Regions from separate parts of the Mus musculus genome. Here region 1 is linked to region 2. A link is a contact called in public Hi-C data. All regions are on one chromosome and are shown on one strand. The core of a region is the stretch at or near the end of the contact, and the rest is flanking DNA. Distances in the headings are between cores, read along the strand shown.

The links. A called contact is a pair of places that touch in the nucleus more often than the background predicts.
Region 1: a Hi-C map of muscle stem cells shows a contact between it and region 2, with 3 times the contacts expected there. The contact joins two enhancer-like sites. A contact is called at or near these places in 30 of 484 Hi-C or Micro-C datasets (the AML12 cell line, the C2C12 cell line, MC3T3-E1-derived osteoblasts and 21 more), 1 of 115 datasets of contacts at active chromatin or transcription factors (embryonic basal ganglia) and 1 of 9 other capture datasets (embryonic stem cells).

The regions. Positions count from the first base shown.
Region 1 is chr10:69,841,343-69,848,113 of GRCm38.p6, reverse strand. The region is part of intron 7 of Ank3 (ankyrin 3, epithelial); the gene reads right to left. Among named protein-coding and RNA genes, the nearest start is that of Gm33416, 22 kb to the left of the region's middle. Within about 2 kb of position 2,198, at least 40 of the 459 cell types and tissues checked have an H3K27ac peak or open chromatin away from gene starts, as enhancers often do. A contact at or near this core is called in muscle stem cells, where this site is marked.
Region 2 is chr10:69,430,556-69,437,030 of GRCm38.p6, reverse strand. No RefSeq gene overlaps it. Among named protein-coding and RNA genes, the nearest start is that of Cdk1, 81 kb to the right of the region's middle. Within about 2 kb of position 1,595, at least 2 of the 459 cell types and tissues checked have an H3K27ac peak or open chromatin away from gene starts, as enhancers often do. A contact at or near this core is called in muscle stem cells, where this site is marked.

The DNA of each region.
Region 1 (6,771 bases), core at 949-3,448, 410 kb before region 2:
AGTCTTTTGAGATGGGGGCAGGCTAGGGAGAAAGACAGGGAGATGATATATATGTGGGGAGGGGGGGGAGAGGGAGAGGGGCAGGGGGAGGGGGAGAGGGAGAGAGAGAGAGAGAGAGAGAGAGAGAGAGAGAGAGAGAGAGAGAGAGAGAGAGAGAGAGAGAGATATGCTGGCAATGCTGTTATCAGAAATAAAGCAGTAGAAATAACACCCAGTGTCTAAGCCTCCACCTGTGCTCAAACTCTATGGCCCTTTCTGAGTGTCTGGGTTCATCTTGATGCTTCATTTGCTCCCAGATCCTTCACAAGCCTTTCACTCTGCAAAGCTCACCACTCTCTCTTCCATTTCCTCCATGCTTATTTCTTCACTGAAGAAATCCAATAGTTTACTCTCTAAAAATTTCCACCACATTTATCTGGCTGACTGCATTTTCACGGAGTGCTGTTTGACATGAACTTTGACCCGATATTGTTGGCAAATTGTTAATGCTTGAACTGAAAATTATTTTATTATTTGTCTCCTACCTATCTTTCTATCATCGTCATCTATCTATCTATGTATCATCTGTGTATCTATGCATCTATCTATCTATCTATCTATCTATCTATCTATCTATGTATCACCAATGTATCTATCTATGTATCTATCATCTATCTATGTATCATCTATATATTTATGTATTATGTATGTATCATCTATCTATATATCTATCAATCATCTATCTATGTATCAACTATGTATCTATCTATCTATCATCTATCTATCTATTATCTATATATGTATGTGTCTATCTTTTATCTATATATCTATGTATAATGTATATATCTATATATCTATGTATCTATCTATGTATGTATCTATGTATCTATCTATTTATCAATGTATCAACTATGTATCTATGTTTCTATGTATCTATGTATCATCTCTGTGTCATCTGTCTATATATGTTATCTATCTTTATGTGTACATGTATGTGTGCTTTTGTGTGCTTATGCCACATGTGTAAACAGATGCCCTTGGAGATCAGAAGGATGAATTGGATCCCTGGAGCTGGAGTTACAGTGGTTGTGAACCTCTCAGTGTGGTACCAAGAGCTAAACTTGATCCTTTCATAGATCAGCAAGCATGTGTGCATGTATGTGTGTCTATATGTGTTCCTGGTTCCTGTGTGTGCACATGTGTGTGTGTGTCTACATCTATATGTGCTCCTGATTCCTGTGTGTGCACATGTGTGTGTGTCTGCATCTATATGTGCTCCTGATCCCTGTGTGTGTACATGTATGTCTCTGCATCTGTGTGTATTCCTCCTGATATTTCTATGGCTTTTAAACAAAATTTTCTGTTTGTTTGCTTTGTCCTAATCTGACTTGTTTGTTTTTTGGTTTATCTTATTTTATTCTTCTTCTTCAGATTCCTGTTTTTTTTTTTTAAGGAGAGACAGAAAGAATGCCACCCTGGTCTACAAAGTGAGTTTCAGGACAGCCAGGGCTATACCCTGTCTCAAAAAACCAAAAAAAAAAAAAAAAAAAAAAAAAAAGAAAAGAAAAGAAAAGAAAAGAAAAGAAAAGAAAAAAAAATGTGGATCCAGGTAGTAGGGGAGGTGGGGAGGAACTGGGAGGAGCTGGGGTAAGGAAAACTATAATTAGAATACATTTTATAAAAAAGAATCTATTTTCAAAAAAGGAAAATAAGTGGGTAAAACTGATGCCTGTGTGTGTGTGTGTGCGAGCGTGTGCGTGTGCGTGTGCGTGTGTGTGTGTGTGTGTGTGTGATATCAATAATCCCAGGATATTGTACATGCCAGGCAAGCAATCTATTACTGATCTACATTCCCAGTCCCCAGATAAACATTCGATGCACAGAGTCAGACGGCAGAATCTTGTACTTTGCAGGCCACACACCCCCCGGGAGGTACCTGCTCACCTCTGCCTCACAAGATCCACAAGCAAGAATGGCTATTCTGTGGACAGTCACGTGCTGCTTTAGATCAGCCAGCTTCTGGCCGAAGACTTCAGCTGGGTGGACCGGATTGGGAACCCTGGGTGACAAGCTCAGGGTGGGCTTTACTGGGATTGACAACAGTGGGAGGCTAGCATGCCCTGGGGTGACTTGAGGTTTGATCTGTCTGTCTGAGTCCAACCAGCAGCACTATGTGAGCAAATCTAGTTCTTAGCCAGTAGGGGGAGCACTGAGCTAGGGAACAACCCAGGAAGCAGTTGAACTGAGCTCAGTGAGCCCAGGACTAAGGCCACTGCTTCCCTGCTATTATTGTTCCTTAAGGAAAGGGATTTCCCAGGGTTGAAGCCTTTATTAACCCTTGTCACACAGGCCGATTGATTGGCAGGGTGAAGACCTCCAGTATCTTCTTCCTCTGCTTTCGTCTGTAGTCTGTTCTCTCCCACAAAGCTGAGTTACATAGCCAATGGGGGCATGAAGCCTAACGCCTTGGACTTCCTATAGAGGAAGCCTCTATATTTCTAAAACTCTTAGAAAGTATTATAAAAGGAACTGAGGAGACAGCTCAGGTGGTAAAGTGTTTGCTATGTAAGCTGGGGGCACTGCCACATATGTATAATCCCGGCACTGGGGAGGCAGAGGCAGACAGACCTCTGGGCTTGCTGGCCAGATGGGCTAGCTGTCTTAGGGTTTTACTGCTGTGCACAGACACCATAATCAAGGCAAGTCTTATAATGACAGCATTTAATTGGAGCTGGCTTACAGGTCCAGAGGTTCAGTCCATTATCATCAAGGTGGGAGCATGGCAGCATCCAGGCAGGCATGGTGCAGGCAGAGCTGAGAGTTCTACATCTTCATCTGAAGACTGCTAGTGGAAGACTGACTTCAAGGCAGCTAGGATGAGGGTTTTAAGCCCTCTCCCACAATAACCTCACCTACTCCAACTAAGGCAACACCCACTCCAACAAGACCACACCTCCTAATAGTACAACTCCCTGGGCCAAGCATGTATAAACAAACCATCACACTAGCCTTATTTGCTATTCCTAGGTCTCAGTGAGAGACTCTGCCGCAAACAAATAAGGTGAACAGTTTCTGTGGGATGGCACTTGAGGTTGACCTCTGGCCTTGATATGCACAGTATGCATATACATTGCATGTACACATACATGAACATGCAATGAATGAGCACATGTGCACGTGTGCACATACAAATACAGCTTGCAGATCTAAGGCTCGGTTTTTATCCTTGCAACAATCCAATGGATGGTTCAAAAATAACTCCATCTGCTAAAATGAGACATAGAACTGTTGCCAATTAAGAACGTTTGCTGGTGGCAGGGTTGGAATCACAACTCCACCTGCAGACCCTCTTACACTGGTATTCTAGGATCAGAATACCTCTATCTAAAGACTCTGCTTCTCAAGTGTCAAATGACCTTCATACTGACAGGCACTGGGTCCCTTGTCATCCTTACCTCCCATAAGAGCTAGTTCTGAGAACTGGGAGCAAATCAAGACAGAAAGTGCTCCTGTGGAGGAATTGATGGGTATTTGCATATTGATTCTTCAGGTAAGGAGAAGGTCTCCTGCCTTCCCCTCGAACAGGGCCAGAACTGTGTTTCTATTGTGAAGCTGACAGCAGCACATCGAAAAAGGCGGATGATGTCAAGAGACTGAGAGCTTTGTTTCTCAGAGCCTGTGTTTCCTACTGGGATTGTGTCGGTTGGTACGAGCTTGCTGGGATTCAGGCTGGCATGAAGAGCCTTCAGTTCCACAACTGCAGATAGAAGGGAGGGTTTGGATGCCGTGGTGGAAAGGCCCCCAAATGTATAAGCCTCGAGGCCTGATAAACTCCTTACTAAAGCCTGGGCTAGCACGGAGGACCCGTGCCCCCGATCCAGGCAGAGTCTAGCTCAGAGTGACAAGCAGCGGCAGCCAACAGCATGAGAGAATTCTGCTGGACTGCTGGAGGAGAGAGAGAGAGAGAGAGAGAGAGAGAGAGAGAGAGAGAGAGAGAGAGAGAGGTTGGGAGGGAGGCAGAGAGATAGGTGAGAGGACTGACTGCAAGTGGGGTGTTTTTGAGTCTAGCAAAGTCTCCATCGGAGGAATCTAAAGACTGGGTAATGTGAAATCTCTGTTGGGTCCATCCCTGATGACCAGATGCTGGCTCTCACATACACTCAACCTCTGTGTCATCTCTCCAGCTCAGTGTTCAACATTCTTAGCAGGGAAAACTCAAACGGCTTTAAGACTCTATCTTATCCCGTTCAGAATGACCATCTTTGTTAAATGAATGGCAGGGCATGCTGGCGCGATGTGAGGAAAGAGGAACCCTTATATACTAGCTGGAGCGAGTGTAAGCTTGCCTACCAATTACGGAAATTGGTTTGGAGGTTTCTTAAAAACCGGAAACTAGAACTACCAAATGGTCCTGGTGCACCTGTCGGGATTGAGAACAGAGGACTGAAGTCAACACACTACAAGACACTTGTGTGTCCTGCGGGTATTGCATTCACAAAAGCCTTGTTGTAGAGTCTGCTAGGTGCTCATCAACAGATGCATAGCTACAGAAAATGAAGTGGTTGTATGCAATGACATTTTCCTGTCTGTGTCATATGTGCTTGTTCATCTTTGTGGATTCCAGAGTGTGCGCACATATGTGTGTGTGCATGTCCATGTGTTGTTCCTATCCTTTCTGCCTTGTTCTCCCCACAACCCCCACTGTGTGAGCTCACAGGCTACCTGTGAACTTCTGAGGCCTCTCCTGTTTCTCTCTCCCACCTCCCTGTAGCAGGCCTACAATGGAATTTTACACAGCAGTAAAGAAAAATAAAATCATTACAATTTCACAACAATGAATTTGACCTGCTAACCAAAAGACAGACAGACTCAGAGAGACAAATACCTCATGTTTTCCTGTGCTCAGAGCCAAAGTTTAAAAGTGTGTGCGTGTATGTGGATGTACATGGAGATCACAATACAGGTAGGGGATCCTCAAGGGGTGCAGGAGACCTTAATGGATGCAGAAAATTGAAATGGTTGTGGCACATGAACAATAAAGAAGAAGAAGTGAGAACTGAGAAGAGAGGAAACCAGCCTGAGTGGAGAGGATACATGGGAGGGGGTGGAGGGGAGCAAATGAAAACAGATATACTTTGTATAGAGCTTTAACAAATAATTAAAAGAGACTGGTGGAATTTCAGCCAAGAGAAGGAGTTCTCAAGAGAGCTTAATGAAATGCTTGGTAATATATATAGTATATATAGTATGTTATATAATACTTTATAGCATATTTATTATATATACATTATCTATATGCTGTATGTATTATGTTATATTTTATATATAGTATATATTTTCTATATCATATTATATATACTACATATATTATGATATATTTTATATATATTAAATATATATACACTATATACTAATATGATGTGGAAAATATATACTATATAAAATATATAATATAATATAATATATACCATATATACTATAACTGGGCAATATATTATATAGAATATATATAGTATGTAGTATATACTATATAATATATAGAATAAATAAAAATATATATTCTCAGAAATGAAAAATTATTTTGATTAGTCTCATAAGAGAACATCTTTAGAGCAAGGCAAAGAATCAGGGATGTTAAAAGATATGTCAGTTAATAAAATTTTCACAGTAAGATATAAAGAGAGAGAAATACCAGGAATGGCATCAGAAGATAAGAGTCAGATGCAAGGAATGGGTGAAGAATGGACCCAAAGCAATATAAGAAACAACACCACACAAACTCTAGGGGCAGACAGGTCACCAGCTGAACACCCAACCAACAAATCATATGCAGGACACAGTCGGATTTCTGGAGATGAAAATAAACTGTGAATCTCCAGAAAGCAAAAGAGACCACTTACTACTAACAGGCCTCAAAGAGGGAAACAGATACGGATATTCCCAAGACAGTAAGAATGTGGCTACTGTGCAGAAAATGAGACCTACATGAAGAACAGAGAGGCCTCTGGAGACGACAAGAATGAAGAGAAATATAAGAAATTGGTCACCACATAAAGTAGAAACAACCAGAATGACTGTGGGTTTCGTGGTGTACAGGAGAATGACACCACAAACTCAGGGAGTCCCAGGGAGGCCTCAGAGCTCTCCTGTCACAGGACTGTTGCATCCTATGTAAGGTGAGGGGACATTAGAAAGGACACCGAGAGACACATTCCCTAGGAAGTAAGTGACATGACTATATAATATATAAGACATAGAAGAGCAGGAGAAGTCCCTCAACATTTGTATTTGCACATATACGCCTTTTAAAAGGGCTACACACACACACACACACACACACATACACACACACACACACACACACACACGTCGGGCCAACAACTCACTTGTCATTCATGGGAGGGTTGTAGACATCTTATGTACCCTCATGTTTTCTAAAAATAACAGCCCTGGACATTGGCACAGGGCACAGTGGGAAAGTGGGTACTTTTCAGTACAACCAGACCTGTATCGTGCCAACACTGGGTCTCAGCTCACACCGGTGGTCTGTGTTCACCGGTGACTGTGACAGGCCTGTGTCAGCTTTACCTGCTCAGCAGCAACCCTCGCATCTGAGCTTTGAAATCCCCTGCCCTTCACTGCGGCAGAAGGTCTGTGTTACTTGTGATGAGAAATTTAGATTAAAACACAGAAAAAAAAACTTCAAGCTAGCTAGAGTCTTTAATCTGATGTGATTTGTCTTTGAGATAGCATTTTTACCACATAACTGAAGGTGACCTTGAACTCTTCACC
Region 2 (6,475 bases), core at 346-2,845:
ACAATTGACACACTGTCTTGAAGCCCCTTCCAGCCTTGGTTTCCACGGCCGCACACACCTGCTCTTTCTCTGCCACTTACCACTTCCCACCATCAGCATTGCCTCTCCAACCTTCCAATGGAACTGTCGCCAGGTCACACATTTCACTGGTCTCATTGGCATCCCCATGTAAGCTGGCAATTCCTGTTACACTCAGCAGCCATTTGTCTCTTGCACAACTTTTTTTTTTTTTTGACAATTTGTCCTTGTTCACCTTACTGAGTCCATTGCTTAGTCACTATTCTATTGCTGTGGAGAGATGCCATGACCAAGGAAACTCTTACAAATTTGGTTTTACAGTGTCAGAAGTTAGCCTATTATCATCATGGTGGGGAATGCAGTGGCATGCAAGCAGACATGGCACTCAAGACATAACTGAGAGTTCTATATCCTGATTCACAATCAAGAGAGATTGGGGGGATGCGGGGGAGACAGAGAGAAACAGGCACAAACAGACACAGCCTGGCATGGGCTTTTGAAATCACAAAGCCCCGCCCCCCAGTGACACACTTCCTCCAACAAGGCCACACCTAAGTGACCCTATGGAGCTAGAGCCTGGGCTATAGGCTATGTGGCCAGAGTATGTGAGTATGTGAGTGTCTTTCACTTGCCACTGAATCTCAACATGCAGCCTGGCCTAGTACCCTGCAAAAACAGCAGGAGTGTGATGTGTGAAGCTAAGCTGTAAGACACACTGTCGTGGCCTTATTCTCTCTTAGATTACTCACTGGCGTGAGATGAGTGGTCCAGCTAGCACCTGGTGAAGACACGCATGTTTCCTATTGTTGAGGTTTGCTCTGTAACTACGTATTGTAATGATGCTGGTTGTCCTTTACAAGGAGCTCCTCGGGGACAAGGACATCTTCAAGGACAACCAAGTGATGCTATGTAAACTTGCTCCTTAATTTAATACCATTGGTTGAATAAAGATGCCACAGCCTATAGTTGGGCATAAGAGAGGTAGGCGGGGCTTCAGTTGCCTAGCTTGAGGTCTGAGGTAGAGACCAGAGGAGAGGAGAGGAGGAAGAGGAAGACGCCCTAGGGTAGATGTATCATGAGAATATGGCCATGAAGGATGGCTAATTGGAGTAGGAGTGACCCAGGCAAAATGTGGCAAGTTATATCATGGGATTATTGATGGGGAAGTAGACAAAATAGCATAGAAGGTTGATACCTGCCCAGCTCTACTGCTTTTAAGGCTTATTATAAAGGTTTTGCATCTTTTATTTAGAAACTAAGTGATCTAAGATGGGGTAGAAACCCCCAGTTAATTTTAACCAGTTTATATGGTGAAACACTCTAACTGCCCTCCAGTATGAATGTCCCAGGAACATGACTGAGCTTCTCCCAGTCAAATAAGGAAAGAACAAGAATTCAGCTGACATATTTGTAGCAACGTCATGTGAGATCCTGAGCCCATGTTGGAATAAGGGATTTCCTCCAGGCATGCCAGACATTTGTTCCTGGATGCTTAGCCCCCGTCATGACAACGAATCGTGACAGACAGTGAGGGACAGCTGAGCCTGTGAGAATGGTGGTGAGACTTAACACTGCCTGTGGTGGCTGATCATGGCTGCCAACCTGGCTACATCTGGAATTAACTAAAACCCAGACAGCTGGGCACAGCTGTGAAGGACATTTCTTGATTAGGTCATTTGAATTGGGAAGACCCACCCTATATCTGGGCCATGCCTTCCGGTGGCAGCCCACATAAAAGGACATGGAAGAAGAATGCTTTTGCTCTTTTTTGCCTGTGTGCTCGTCTCACTGACAAGTTCATCTATCCCTACTGCTGAGTCAGTCCCTTGCTGGCCTGACAGCCCACATCTTCAGGATTCCAGTGTAGATAGAAGACCAGCAGCTCCCTAGGAATCCCCTGGAACTCCAGCAGCAGATTGGAACTGTGGAGACATCCAGTCATTTTTTATTTTTATTTTTGAGGGTTTTTAAAAATATATTTATTTATTTTATGTATATGAATAAGTACACTGTAACTATCTTCAGACACACCAGGAAAGGGCATCAGATCCTATTAGAGATGGTTGTGAGCCACCATGTGGGTGCTGGGAATTGAACTCAGGACCTCTGGAAGAGCCGTCAGTGCTTTTAACCAATGAGCCAACTCCCCAACCCGAGACATCCAGTCTTATGGACTGAACAGCCACCAGATCCTTGGGTTTTCCAATGCAAGACAGCCATTGTTGTAATGCCTGGATCACAACCTGCACACCACTCTAATGAATACCCCATATACATATATATGACATACGTATATCACAGATATATCATATAGCAAAACTGACAGTGTATATATTATTTGATGTTACATATAACATCTGTTAAAGTATCTATAACATAAACCATATATGTGTACATGTACATATACATGTGTATATGTGTATGTATGTGTGTGTTACTTTAGAGAACACTAATATACTACCTTATAGGAAGAGAGGTAGGAGGGAGGATGCTAGGACCTTCATGAGGGATTCCAGCCATTCTTCTCTCTGATCTTAAAGGGATGTTAGAGTATGCTGGTGGTAGAAGGGTCAGCTGTAGGTGGAACTTGTGACATATCTTCTGTGGGTTGTCACCCATGATGGGTGACATAAAGTTAGCCATACTCCTATCAGTAACATCTCACCCGTGGTCCCATAAATAGGCCTAATGTACTCAACGGTTCACCAAGTGGGCTGGGGGCCTGGCTTGAGTGTATGTATGTGTGTGTGTTGGTATGTGTGTATGTGTGTGTGTATGTGTGTATATGTGGATGCATGTGTGTGTTGACATGTGTGTATGTGTGTATATGTGCATATAAGAGAGAGAACAAGCTGAATACCAGCATCATCTGAGTTTCCTGCCTGAGGATGAGAGGTGGCCAGCTTCTTTGATCTGCCTTAGGTTCCCCGTCTGGTGCAAATAGATGTCTATTCGTGTTTCCCCTGAAAACATAATGGAACAGCCAAAAGCATCAGGTGTGTTTAGCATCTTCTGACTCAGAACTCCTCACTTCCTGAGTGGGGGAGGGGGGGGGGACGACGACGCAGCGTTCATGTTCACGATTGCTCTTTTACACAGATTCCCAATTCTGAGCTCCCTCCCCTTTTCCTGATATCTAATCAACAGTAGACCCATCTTCCACTCCCCTGAGGTAACTCTCAGTGAATCACAGCAGGTGGGATAATCAGCCAAAGTGTAGATCTGTCAACCCCACCCCCAGCTTCTGGGAAATGGGCCTGACCTGGAGACTGGCTGATCAGTCACATTGCCCACACATTTAAACCCTACAAAACCTTTCAGCAGCACCGTGGATGGACCTTCCAGATGGATGGCATGTCCACGAGCAGGAAGGGGCCCCTGAGCTCAGGGCCGCCTTTCCAGACCATAGCCCATTAAATCTTCATGCCCACCTGTGTATCCATATCTCTTCTTCTAACTCTTCTCAACATAAGAACCCAGTAAGCATGCTTCCCTGAGTCCTGAGAGCTTTCCTAACAGGTATATCCGACACTGTAAACGGGAATGTCTCTCAAAGCTAGAACATGGGCACATGCCCCTTCTTTCTCAAAAGACCTCAACTGAGATCCATCTGAGGAGAAACACAAATACCAAGTTACTACTTACTGTGGATATGTGAAGTGAGTTAGGTCTTATGGGGCTGGGCCTTAGCCTTTGGGATCTGACGTCCAGCCCAGATAGACAGCACTGCAGTTGGAAAGCTACAGGATCTTTACCTGGGGTCCACTTTTCACTGGCTAGTAATGGCCAGAAAGTCCCATATACTCTGGCCGCAGGGATGTGTTGAATGTTGACTAATGACAGAAGGAAAAGGAATTTTTATATAATAACTAATACATTTCCACTATTTAAATTTGGTTATAAAAATGCATGTAGATGTTGACCACACATCTAAAAGCTGAAAGACTTGAAGATGCAAACTGGACATAGTGATATACATCTGTAACCCCAGGCTCATTCTTCTTAGCAAAGGGGTGGGAACAGAAAAATAACTCACACTGGGGAGTGGGAACAGTCAAATCTGTGAACCTGCCATTAAGCATGTCTAGCTAAAGAGCAGGATCTGGGCTCAGTGAGAGACCCTGTCTCAAAAAACAAAGTGGAACACTACAGAGAAAGCCACATGACCTTCAGCCTCCAAAATCACAGTTATAGGCATAGTACACATACATACACACACACATGCACATACATACCTATACACAGATACATGCACGCACACATATACACATACCAACACACACATATACACACATGCACACATACATGCATACATATACACACATACATACACATACACACATATGCTGCACACACATACACATACATATCAACACACACATAAATACACATCTACACACAACACACACATAATATGCACACACACATACACACATACCAACATACATACACACACATACAACACACACATACATACACATATTCACACATACATACATACATACATACTACACACATGAACACACATACACACAAATATACACATATATACACATACACATGCATACAACACATACATATACACACACGCATACCAACACACACATGCATACACATATACATACATACATACCAACACACATAAATACATATACACACACATACAACACATACCAGCACACACATACACATATACACACATACATGCACACACATATACACACATACATGCACACAAATACACATACACACATGCATACACACATACATGCACACAAATACACATACACACATGCATACACACATACATGCACACACACATATGCATGCACACATATACGCACAGAGAGTAAGAGATTAAAACAAATACATCCTGAATTATCTAAATAAGCATCTCCTAAGTGCTCACTGCCCATTGTATGTTTATAGACAAGTCAACAGAAAGCAGTAATGTCACATATTTGTGGGCTGACAACTACACCAAGGGAACCCAAGAGAACAGGGCGCAGTGACCAGTGTCACTGTCCCATTGCAAGTGACAATTTATTCAACATCACCATTCTATTCATTGGCAACTGTGTCGTGGTTTGGTTCTTTCCATTGCACAAGTAACAGGCACAAGACTTTTGGGTACTGAGACAACTGTCAGTGAAAAGGGCACAGGCTAGCATTGACAAGCCACAGTTCTCTCACTGTTTCTGTTTTTATTTGGTTGGCTACTTGTTTCAATTCAATAGGAAGCATCACATCACCTAAGACTAAACACTCTTGGCCCTCTCTTCCAACAGGACCTAGCTAGCTAGCACTGTCTGAAGACGCAAGGACTGGAGGGTTTGAGGTTGTTACATGGTGCTGCAACCAGAGTTATACAATCCATTTCTCCCATCCTTCAGCTCAGGCCTCTTAAGTCTCATGTAGCTTAGGGACCTCAAGAGCATCCCGTTCACTCCGAGGGGTCCTGCAGCAATGGGAAATGACACGGGGAAGGCAGCACAAACGTAAGACAGGGTAGTTAGCTGCTGAAATAAGGAGGGGATCATGTCTGCGTAAGAGACAGGGTTTCTAAACTAGGATTCCCGAAATGGCCATAATTACACGCTACATTTCGTTTATAAATATGGTCATCTTTCCTCTTGGGCCCAGAGCTTTCTGCAAACTTCAAACAGAGCCAATTCCCAGAGATGGCTTGAAACCACGAGGTTCATGTTTCTTCACAGTGGAGACCCGCAGTCCTCCGGGAACTTAGCCAACAGAGACACTGACATTGAGAATTTGGAAATGAGAATTTGAGTTCATATGTGAAAATGGATCCTAAAAGCTAACTGTCCCCATTTATAAACCTAATAAAGGTTTGCTCCAAAGCCAAGAATCTCCTGTGCTTTCTACCTCATCCACACACTTGAAATTATGAAAATATCAACTACCTTAAATGAAAGGCCTGTTGAACTTTGAGAGAGAAGATCATAAAATGGTCGGTAAAGCAGGTAGAAATGGCATATCAAGCCTAATGCTGGTCCTAATGATGTTAAAAGGAAAAATGAAATGATATGTTCTGCCTGACTAACAATAGAGGCTTCTCACATAAAAAAGAAAAAAAAAATCTGTTTCACTTTTGCTCAATACCATGGAATGAAGACACAAACAGAAATCAGCTTAAAAGTATGTGTCCTTGGGCTTCTCAGGTTTGGAAATATAGATTAGAATCAGTTTTACATATAAGGTTACTATTTGATATTTTAAGTCAGAGCATGTCTACATTCATAGATCCAAGTTGTGTTATATATATTTTGGTAATATCATGACACATTCAATAAGTTTATCATAAACGTTGAAGAACCCCTAACAAAATTAATACTCATACATCGGCAAATACTAGTAAAATTTTGTTACAAATTTCAGAGTAAAATATACTTAACAGGAATTAAGGAATCATGAAGAGTCTTGAGTTGGAAAATGA